Regions from separate parts of the Mus musculus genome. Here region 1 is linked to region 2. Evidence: chromatin contacts called from public Hi-C data. All regions are on one chromosome and are shown on one strand. The core of a region is the stretch at or near the end of the contact, and the rest is flanking DNA. Distances in the headings are between cores, read along the strand shown.

Region 1 (5,920 bases), core at 2,566-5,065, 160 kb before region 2:
TCTCTCTCACACACACACAAACACATACACACAAACACACACAAATACATACATTCACACACACTCAAACACATACACACAAATACATACATTCACACACACTCAAACACATATACACAAACACATTCACACACACAAAATATACACACTCACACATTCACACCACACCCACACATTCGCACACACTCACACATACATACAAACACACACAAATACATACACTCATACACACACTCAGACACACATACACACAAACACACATTCACACACACAGCAGTTTCTCTAGGGGCATGCACCTGACAAGCCACTGACACAGAGCCCACTCCGCACAGCCGTTTATGAAGTCCACACACATCTTAACCATTCAAATGTGCAGGGACGGTTCTGTCAGGTCCACATCAGCTTTGAGTCTAACCCTTCAGTGCTTGGTCACCCGGCCAGTGAAAGCTGCTCTTCTCGGGGTGGTAGAGCGGGGATCACGGACTCGTGAGGAACAGCAGAAGCATGGAGGATAAAGGCCACTGGGGTACAGGTTCACTTTGTTTGCTTTGTTGTGATGGAGATCACACCCACAGCCATGATACACATACCCCAGTTCTCCCACTAAGCTTGGCCCTAGTCCTAGTTGTTCCCTTCTTGACCGGGAAGTCCAGCACTCTGAAACTACAGGTTTGGAAATAACACAGATGCTGAGTTTATACAGGAGGCATCCGTGCCCCTTTAGACTGTTTGTTTCCCCAGCTACTTGTGAAGATGTCTGCTTTGACCCAGAGTTACAGATAACAAATGAGATGCAATAATATACAAAGGATCTGGTGGGGACAGTTGTCTTTGGTACTCTGCAAGACTGCTGTGACAGTTCTAATTAACTTGTCACAACCTAGAGTCACCTGGGAAGAGAGTCTCAGTTGACGAACTACGTAGATCAGGTTGGTCTGTAGACACATCTGTGAGGGATTGTCTTGACTGTTCGTCGCTCACAGTGGGACCCTAGACTCTAGAGAAAGCTAGCTGGGTGACACGCAAGGAGACATGCAGCAAGGGTCCATTCACTTCTCGCTGTTCTTGACTGTGGACCTCACACAGCCAGTCGCTTTGAGTTCCTGCCTGGACCTTCCCTTCATGATAGACTGTGACATGGAACCCAAATAAACCTTTTCCTCCCCTAAATTGCTTTCAGTCAGAGTGCTTTGCCACAGGAACAGGAAGAAAAGTAGGGACCTCTGCCTTGCACCATCTCTCTGCGAGACTTCCGGCTTACAAAGCAGGGCCTTTTTCTCTCTCTCTCTCACATGGGCCTGCCTGGAAGATCGATCCAGGAGCCATTTATATTCAGGAGAGAGAAGAGACTTCATTTGATGTACAAGCAAACATTTGTATTCTCATCTGCGAGTGGAGTGCTATGCCCGGCTCTGTGGGCACTTGATGTCTAATTGTGCCGCAAATCCAGTTTGATTGGCCGCCGTGCTTATTTATTCTCTGCATTGTAATTGCTTAGACACATTGGACCGACCAAACTTATAAATGGCAAATTAAACAAGAGGCAAATGTGCTGGCCGACATACGGGCCGTATTGATCCAGGCAGGTTGATGCAGAGCATGAAACAGGTCTTTGAACGGGCAGCCAAACTTTCCAGAACTATTGACAGTTTTCCCCAAGGCCTTTCAATAAGCACACGTCGACTCTTGGCTTTTGAATTGCCTAACCTTTGGGTGGTGAAATCGCAGCATGTTGTTTTAATCTTTTTATAATGGACTAGAGTTCAATTTAGAAAAACAAAACAAAAAACAAAACAAAATTAAAAACAAAGCATGTCTCCTGAGTGCTGCAGGCAGGAGGCTATAAAGGTTTCAAGCAGCTCTGAAGCCACACTCATCTCCCAAAAACCTGTACTACGTTCTCCATCAAACCCCACTTCTGCTGATCTTCTCTTTAAACAGAGTCCTGGGAGCAGCAGAGGCATCCCCTAGGCAACTGTTGGAGAGCGGGGATGGGGGGTAAAGGGGGATGACAGTATAAAGTCCTGAGTTCAGATCTCCAGCACCCACAGAAAAGGCTGGGCCTGGCACCACACATTGTAATGCCAACACTGGGAACCCCTGGCCAGCCAGTCTCACCAAGTCAGTAAAACACTTTGTCTCCAAAATAAGGTAGAGGGCGGGTGAGATCTCAGCAGGTGTAAGCTCTTCTTTCCTAGCCTAGCTACTGAGGACAAGCCCAGGACCCACCTGGTGAAGAGAACTGACTCCCACAAGTTGTCCTGTGACCTCCGCATGGACACCGTGACACCTCCCCTAACTCCCCAAAAGATTTTTTTTGAAAAATTAGTTTGGATTTTTTTTTTTTTTTTTGAGACAGGATCTCCTATTTAGTCCTGGCTGTCCTGGAACTCACTATGTAAACCAGGCTGGCCTTAAACTCACAGATCTCCTTTCTTCTGTCCCCAAAGTGCTGGGATTAAAGGTTTGTGTCACCACATCTGGCCTCCACACGCTCCTGGACATATGGAAACACATACAAAACAAAGTCATGACAGCTAAGTCCTCTGTCCCTTTCTCTGAGCATCTCCCTTCTCTACACGACTGGAAGCAATGGCTTGCTTGTAGCATCCGCCTAATAAAGGTATGCTGTTTGTTGGGTAAATAGCACAGGGAAAGGGCCCTGAAGAGGAAGGAGGGTTGTGGAGAACCAAATGCACCCTGGAGACCATCTACTTCCCGTTTGCCCAGAGTCGGACCCTGGGGCCCAGAGCCGACTCCTTTCCCCAGCACAGTGCTGTAAGCTGAGTGTTCATCTGGAGCAGCTAAGACTCCGACCGATTTCTGGGCTTCTTCCCAAGAGTTTCCCATCCAGCCGGGACCAAGAGGCTGCGAGTTCTTAACAAGTCACAGGCAATATCAATGCTGCTAGTGCAGGAGTCACACTTAGCAAGCCCACACCCAGGGACTGGGGGTGACTCAGTCAGTAAAGTGCTTGACTTAACTCTTAGGATCTGAATTTAATTCCCAGAAACATTTTAAAAAGAAAAGAAAAGTCAGACACAGTGGCATGCATCTGTACTCCCAGCCCTGAGGAAGTGGGAACAGAGGGATGCCTGCGACTTACTGGCCAGTCACTCCTGTCTGAGTCATCTCCAGACCAAGGAGAGCCCAACAACGGAGATAAGAGTGTGTGTGTGTGTGTGTGTGTGTGTACACATGCATGTGTGTGCCACTGTTTTAAAGGACCCAAGATTCCAGCACCCATAAAGGGCAGCTCACAACTACCTGTAGCTCCAGCTCCAGGGATCCTGACATTCTCTTTTGTCACTCATCTGCACACACTCAAGCAGATGCACACACATATACATAATTAAAAATAAAACAAATCTTTCAAATAAAAGGGTTTTTTAAAAGAAAGAAAGAAAGAAAGAAAGAAAGAAAGAAAGAAAGAAAGAAAGAAAGAAAGAAAGGAAGGAAGGAAGGAAGGAAGATCAAAGAAAACCAGTGCTGGGCAGGTGAGACTCCGCCCCCACTGCAAGCCTCTGTCTTACCTTGCATAGTATTAAAACTTTTGCTTTAAACCTCTCAAAACTTGGCTCAAACCATTGCCCAAAGGCGGGTCCAAAAATAACTACAACCAGAACGAGAATGACTTCTCCTCCTTCAAGGCATAGGGAGGTCGCTACCCTGGCATTGTGGCAGTTACTTTGAAGAATCAGAGAGCAGAAATGGAAGGTGCATCTAGCCTGTCAGAAGACTCTGCCGAGGGAGCAGGTAGAATTGGATCCTTTCTGGCAGGTTGTTCCACAGACATCATTAGCTACAGAGGTTGCCCGGCCACTAGATGGCAGTCCTCAATTGACGTTCGAGTAACTTGGGTCGTTGGCCTCTAAACCCACTGATATCCACAAGGACAATAAAAAGCAGATGATGAATTTGATGGACTAAAATAGGCTAGCTTCTCTCCCGGGAAACTTGGCATTAAACAAATTCATTTAGCAAATGCAGAGCCTAGAACAATGACCCAAAACGGGGCTGCAAGCATTCCTTTTGGTCTCTAAAGGCAGGACCAAAGTTCCCACACTTAAGTTAGGAAGCACGGAGCCAACTGGTCGTATGGGAAACAATGCAGCGGAAAAGTAAATCTGTGGACCCCCAAAACATGAGGATAAGACATCTGGCTGTTATAATGCAAGTGATAGTAACCTGAAATGAGATATTATTAAAAGATGTATTGAAGTTTTCGAGCCAGGCATGGGGACACATTCAAGAGGCTAAGGCAGAGGGACTGTGCATTTGACACCAGCACAGACTGCAGACTGAGAATCTGTCAGAGAAAGAGGGATGGGGAAGGAGAAAGAAAGAGGACTAAAATCCACAGGAGAGGAGAAACTTAAACAAGTGGAAAATTGTTTCAATATATATTTTCTGATGGCCAGCCCAAACATGGCACACTATAAATAACAGGCAGTGTTTTCCATGTCAAAGTGGAGACTCACAGCTTGTGGGCTGGAAAACTAATGAGCTATAAGCATGTATGAAATGAGGGAGCTGTCAGCATGTCCAGAGTGGGTGACGGCCACAGGGAGCAAAACCATCCAGAAAGCACAATTGCCACCCCCTCTGCTCAAACTGCCACCTCAGCCGTCTCTCACGGGAGCTGCGTGTGGACGCACTTGGGCTTCCTGTCCCGAGGCTTCAGAAAGTTAGGCATAATCCCAATAAAAATGTAGGAGGTTTTTTGGTGCTGGGATTCTCTGGATAATTGCTTTCATTTTCACTGGCCATGTTGCAGAACCCCTGAATGTTATATGGGCCTTTCCTTTATCTCGTTGACGACATCTGCTGTTTGCAGACTCCACTAATCACTGGAATCACCCAAGAGCTCTTCCCCAAACCCAAACCACCCCAACCTATTGCTGCAAATCTTATGAAGTAGCAGTGGCATGAGAAAGCTGTGCTGGTTTCTAACATACGCACACCATAGGTTGTGTACGCTGTGTGCATAACTCTTATGCTCTATTATTGATGGCATAATAACAAGAAAAAAGCCCGTGTGGGTTCCATACGAAGGTGTGCTTGTGTACGTGTGTGTGTTCATGTATGTGTAGGCTTGTGTACATGTGTATGTTCATGTATGTGTAGGCTTGTGTACGTGTGTGTGTCCATGTATGTGTAGGCACATTGTACATGAATAAACATAAATCTGGAGGCCGAAGGACAACCTCCACTGTCATCTCTTAGAAGCCACCCACCTTAATGTTCCTGAGGATCTCTTGTGGAACCTGCTAAATAGGGTAGACCAGCTGGCTAAGGGAACCCCCAAGAAGCTTCCTGTCTCCACTTCCCTAGCACTGAGTTTACAAGCATACACTACCATGCTTTAATTTTAACACAGGTTCTGAGTATTGAACTTGTGTTCTCATGCTTGTAAGGCAAGCACATTACCAATGGAGCCATCACCCAAGACCTCAAACACCATTTAAAAAAAAGAAAAGAAATTAGTCCAAGTTAGGTTAAATCTACAAGTCCAGCACCTGCCTAGACAGTGGACCACTGGTGTGGAGGTGAATACTTTGAAAATGGGACCCCTCAGATCCTAGAGCGTTTTCTCTCCCGCTCCTAATGCCCTGTGGAACATGAAGGGAGAGAACCATGTATTTTTTTTCCAGGATCTGCCTACAAGAGAGACAGAGAGAGACTTACCCAGAATATAAGAGACTCACAGGGGGAGAGGGGAGATTCAGTCAGCCTATTCTGATGGGCTATGGAATTTTCTCTTTCTCCAGATCTTGCAGACTGGTTTACTGAAGTGTGCAAGATACTTTGGGGCATGCAGGATACACACACACACACACACAAATGTGAGTCTCTTCTCACAATTTCTCCTCCAGTCGGTTAGACCCCTTCAGAAGCCTTGAAATATATCCCAGCACCC
Region 2 (5,230 bases), core at 1,065-3,564:
TGGGGCTCTCAATCTACAAAGTGACCCCGTTGTTCTCCACCTCCTCGAAAATTCCACCAGAGTCCACTGACAGCTGACGATGCAGCTTAATCCTTCAAGCTGCTTTTGAATTTACAGTCTATTAAAGGTATCTGCTCTCAGGGGCTAGAACTAGGAACGAGAAAGTCAGAGGCTTGAAGGAGAAATTTTTTCCTGAGTGCTGTTGACACACATTTATTATTAAGGTCTTGGTAATTCTTCTTACGTCTCTCAGTAGATTTCTCTGCTCCATTAATTTTAGTGCCTTTGAAAGTTCAGAATGCAACCTTAGAGGCTCCATTCCTAGTCCTTGAAGAACAGCAGCTCCAAGGAGGAAAGGGAGGAAGAGAGTCAGATGGACCTGTCAGCAGGTGCAAGTTTACAAACAGCCCAACAAAGCCAGAGCAACCTTCCACCTGTTAGCCTCTAAGCATCTGTACCAAAGCAAGGAAGGGCTCAGGAGGAAAGACCATAGCCTGATGCTCCATACTTTGGCTTCAAATGTCTAAACATACCTAGCATAGATGCACACATATACATGTATAAACACATATATATGCACACAGATAGGCATACACATATACAGATACATATATGCATGCATACACACATATGTGCACACAGATACACACATGCACTCTTCTGTGTGCGTGTGTCAGTCTGTGTGTCTTCTATCTCTCTCTCCCCTTACTGTGTCTCTGCATATGTGTATGGGTCTTTCCATTCTGTCTCTCTTCTCTCTGTGTTTGAATGTCTCTATATATGTCTCTCTTCTCTCACATTTCTCTGTTCTTCTCCCCCCTTTCTCATCCCCTTTTCCCTCTTTCTTCTCTCCCTGCCTCTCTCCCACACCTAACTCTTGCCCTTCAAATCTAGGCTCTGGGAACTTGACCTTCAGCCTCAGGCCTGACCATTAGGCATTTACCTCAGGTCCTCTGGAATGTGAACTTGAGCTAAGTCTAATGATCTTTACTCTACTCATTGTGCTTTCCATGAGTTCCAAAACATAACACCTCCCCATTGGGTTAGAAATCCTGTTTCCCAAGTTGTCAGGCACAGCCTGGGTCTTGGGAACACCAGTAATCTAGACTTGAAATCCTCTATTCAATATGCCAATTAAACACACAAATAAAAACAAAAAGCAGGAAAAGATGCATTCAGTGCAGCCACATTGAAAAGAGAAAGAATAGTGAGACCCAGTGTCTCTGCCCACAAGTCTGTATTCGAGGTCCTGATGTGAGGTTTATATTTAAATAGAGGACAAAAAGTATGCATAACTAAGCAGTCCTGGCCAAGATGTGGTCCCATCCATCTATCACTGAGCCATCATTGTCTGGGCTCCAGTCTTTCCTGCAAGGTGGTCTGACAAGTTGTCAGAACTGTGTGAAATCTTCCTGGGAGACAAGCTCCTGATTGACTGGCACCAGGTTGGGCCTCTTTTCCCAGTATAAGACTCCTGGGGAAAATTCTAATTCTTTGGGGTCCATTGCTTCGGGTAGTCAAATAGCCAAAGGGAAGGGCACGGATATCTGTTGCGACTATCTTCTTATTTGCCAGAGGGTTCCAATCCAAGCAACCGGTATAACACTGAGTAAGTAAGTTACAGGCACCTTGCAGGTCTCCAACCCACCAGGACAGTCGCACATCAGAGTCCAGCACTGCCCTACTATACACATTGCCTGAGTCTGTCAGCCTCAAATTCTGCATCCCATGAGTGAGTCTGCAAGAGGACCACATGGTCACAGTGCCACCCAAGAAGGTCATAGGACTTGACTCAATCTTACAGATCTCAAGTTGATTTCAACTACCATTCAATTGAGCTTTTTTTCCCCAGAGGTGAGCCCAGCATCCTGCCTCCCCTTTGAATGTTCCAAAGACAGTAAAGCAACTATTCCCAGGAGCCAAGAACAGTCTGGCGGAGCCTCTCCTGACCAGCTCAGCCCCACCTGTGTGCCAAAACTATTGACCAGGCAGTGTGCTGGACTAAGACTACAGACACTGTCTGTCTGTCTGTCTGTCTGTCTGTCTGTCTATCTTTTGATCTCATCCTCCTGTCCCACCCCAGGGTCTAGTTCAAGAAGCTGCCCAGAGCTGAAGCCTCCAAGAACACTACCAACTAAAGTCTGGACACTTTCCCTCCATTGTTCCCAAAGGGTTCTTTTCTGTGAGTCCAGGCATGGGGGAGGGTTGGATCACACACAGAGAACATTCATTTTCAATGACACCTCCTGCTGCCCACTCTCAGACCCCCTCCCAGATGCAAACAGAGCCCAGAGCCTGCTACAAAACAACAGCCCTGGGCATTTGTAGAAGCACCAGTGACTCACCCTCCCCGCTGCAGCCCAAGCTTCCAAAAGCCCATGAGCTCATTTTAATTGAAACCCATCCACTGTTTTGTAATGAGTGAAACAGACTGCTGGAGAGAGTCTCATCCCTCTCCATTCTATTCCTGCTTCCCAAGAAGAATCCTTGATGCTGCCGAGCATCCAGTTGAGCTGTTGACATCTGAGACAAGTGGGCCTCATCACAGGTTCCTAGTGGGATGAAGGCACACAGGAGGGGCCTAGAACCGGTTTCATCTGATGAATCGGTACTTTCTCAAATCACCACATTTTCTCATCAGAACTCAACATTATGCTACTAGGGTCTGGGGATGTTGTTCCGTTGGTAGAACGCTTGCCTGGCATGTGTGAAGCCCTGAGTTCTACCCCACAGCACTGCATTAAATGGGTTGGTGCAAACCTGTAATTCCAGCCCTTGAGAGGTAGAAGCAAGGGATCAGGAGTTCAAGGTCCTCCTCCACTCTATGTTAAGCTTGAGGCCGGCTTGGGCTATATAAGACCATCCCCAAAAACTACACTAGGAAAAAATAAAAGATACTACTTCTTACTTTTATTGCTGTATGGACTGCTGATGATAAACATATATCACTGTGTGTGTGAGAGAGAGAGAGACAGAGAGACAGAGACAGAGTCAGAGTCAGAAATAGAAAGGGAGGGAGTCCCATCAGTCCCCACTTCCTTAACTCCTTGGTTGAATCTAACAAAGTAACAAGATACAAAACAGTAAAAGAGAGCATACAATTTTTAAGTCTTACAAATAAGATCGTCACAGAGAGTAAAGTCTATAGAGATCAAAGAGAAATGGTTTTTTATACTGTTTATAGTGAAAGAGGAGTAAATTTCTAAAGTCCTGGTGGGGCAGAGGGATCTGTGGCCAGGGATATAAATTCTTGCAGAGTCATCAAGATATATGAGGGGATGTGAGCTGGACAGAAGATAAGATTGACATGTGGGTTTATTTATTCAGGCCCGTTGCAGCCCCAATTACCAGTCTCTGGTGATAAGGGTTATTTTCCTGACCTGGTAGGAGGGGAGCACCCCTCCCATTGGAATCTTTATGACCTGCCACACATAGGAAAAGGTGAGCCATAGAACCTTTTCCACAGATACCGTTTCTCCACTGCTTTTATCTCCAAATTATGAATGCATCAATTCCATGAATATTGGGATGGCATATCCTTACATACACCCAGAGGCAAATTTTAATTAACTAAGTTCTACCTCATGACAAAAAGAACTTTGTCCGGTGGCTGGAAGCAATATACAATACAAAAGTATATATTTTTAAAAAGTCATGAAAAAACCCAACCATCTGTCAGATGATGGATGGGTAAACAAAATGTGGTATGTCCACTAAAATGGAATGTTATTCAGCTATGAAGATGAGTGGAGTGCTCTATATGCTATGATATGGATGACCCTTGAAAGCATTTTGGTAAATGGAAGAGGACGGACACAACTGTGATCCCATTTAGGATGTCTATAGAATCGACAGTCACGGATGGCTTCCAGGAATGGAAGACTAACAAGGTAGGGGGAAGCTGGGGAATGGTTGCTTATGGTAAATGGTTTCTTTGAGGATGATGAGTGAATGTACTAGAACCATTTCCAAAATGGGTAAAATGTGGGCATAATTCAGTTGGTAGAATGTTTGCCTACCACAAGTGAAGCCCTGACTTCCATGTCCATGTCACATAAAACGGGTGTGGAGACACTCACCTGTAACATCAGCACTGTAAGATGGATACGGAAGGATAAAGAACTCAGGCCAGCCTAGGCTACATAAAAGCCTGTGTCTTTGTTTTATTCTCGTGCTGTGACAAAAAACCATGACCTAAAACAACTTAGGAGAGGAAAGATCCATTTCGGCTTCCATTTCCAGGTCACTGTCCATCATGAAGGAAGTCAGGGCAGGTGGCTGAAGTAAAAATCCTAGAGCAATATTGTTTGCTGGCTCACTCCCAGGCTTATGCTCAGCCTGCTTTTTTACAGGGTTAGGAACCACCTGCCTAGGGAATGGTGCTGCCCACAGTGGCCTGGACTCTCCTACATCAATTAACAATCAAGACAATGCCCCACAGACATGCCCACAGGCCAATCTGATCAGAGCAACTCTTCAACTGAGATTCTCTTCTCAGGTGACTCTAAGCTGTGCCAAGTTGACAGTTAAGACTAACTAAAATATCTTGTCTCAAAAAGAAAAACAAAAGGAAAGAAAAGTAAAATTGTTCCTTCTTTAACATGATACAGTATTTATATATGTTCTATATACCTTCTCATAGACACAATCAGATATACATGTTCATAAAGCAAACACAAGGAGCACAGCCTGGAAAATGCTCTCTTTTAAAATTTTCTTTTTTTTTTTTTAACTTTAATATAGGTATATGTGGAGGTGGAAAGGAACCACCCAGTGTCGGCTCTGAGAATCAAACTCTGGTACTCTTTGAGAGCCATAAGCTCTCTTAACCACAGAACCACCTCTTCATGCACCTGTAAGGTACTCTTTTTTTTTTTTTTTTTTTTTTTTTTGGTTTTTCGAGACTAGGTTTCTCTGTATAGCCCTGGCTGTCCTGGAACTCACTCTGTAGACCAGGCTGGCCTCAAACTCAGAAATCCTCCTGCCTCTGCCTCCCAAGTGCTGGGATTAAAGGCGTGTGCCACCACGCCTGGCCCTGTAAGGTACTCTTATGACCTGTTGTCCAGTATGCTAAACATGTTAGGTAAAGATGTCATTTTTATCTAATTATTAAGGCACTGGCTGAATTCATAATTGTGGAAATCAGGCAAGGAGGCTGACTGCATGACATTCCTGGGAGACAGGAGGGACTCATTGAGAGAGACTTTTGCCTCAGTCACCGTTTGCTACC

Evidence for each region. Hi-C and Micro-C count contacts between places; a contact is called where the count stands out from the background.
Region 1: a contact with region 2 is called in a Hi-C map of the N1E-115 cell line, with 5 times the contacts expected there. The contact joins two enhancer-like sites. A contact is called at or near these places in 3 of 15 datasets of contacts at CTCF or cohesin (CD8 T cells, large pre-B cells and pro-B cells), 22 of 484 Hi-C or Micro-C datasets (B cells, CD4 T cells, the G1E-ER4 cell line and 12 more) and 3 of 115 datasets of contacts at active chromatin or transcription factors (CD8 T cells, the HPC-7 cell line and acute myeloid leukemia).

Annotation. Positions count from the first base shown.
Region 1 is chr1:128,822,321-128,828,240 of GRCm38.p6, reverse strand. No RefSeq gene overlaps it. Among named protein-coding and RNA genes, the nearest start is that of Gm23056, 61 kb to the left of the region's middle. Within about 2 kb of position 3,815, at least 64 of the 459 cell types and tissues checked have an H3K27ac peak or open chromatin away from gene starts, as enhancers often do. A contact at or near this core is called in the HPC-7 cell line and the N1E-115 cell line, where this site is marked.
Region 2 is chr1:128,657,120-128,662,349 of GRCm38.p6, reverse strand. No RefSeq gene overlaps it. Among named protein-coding and RNA genes, the nearest start is that of Cxcr4, 67 kb to the right of the region's middle. Within about 2 kb of position 2,314, at least 28 of the 459 cell types and tissues checked have an H3K27ac peak or open chromatin away from gene starts, as enhancers often do. A contact at or near this core is called in the HPC-7 cell line and the N1E-115 cell line, where this site is marked.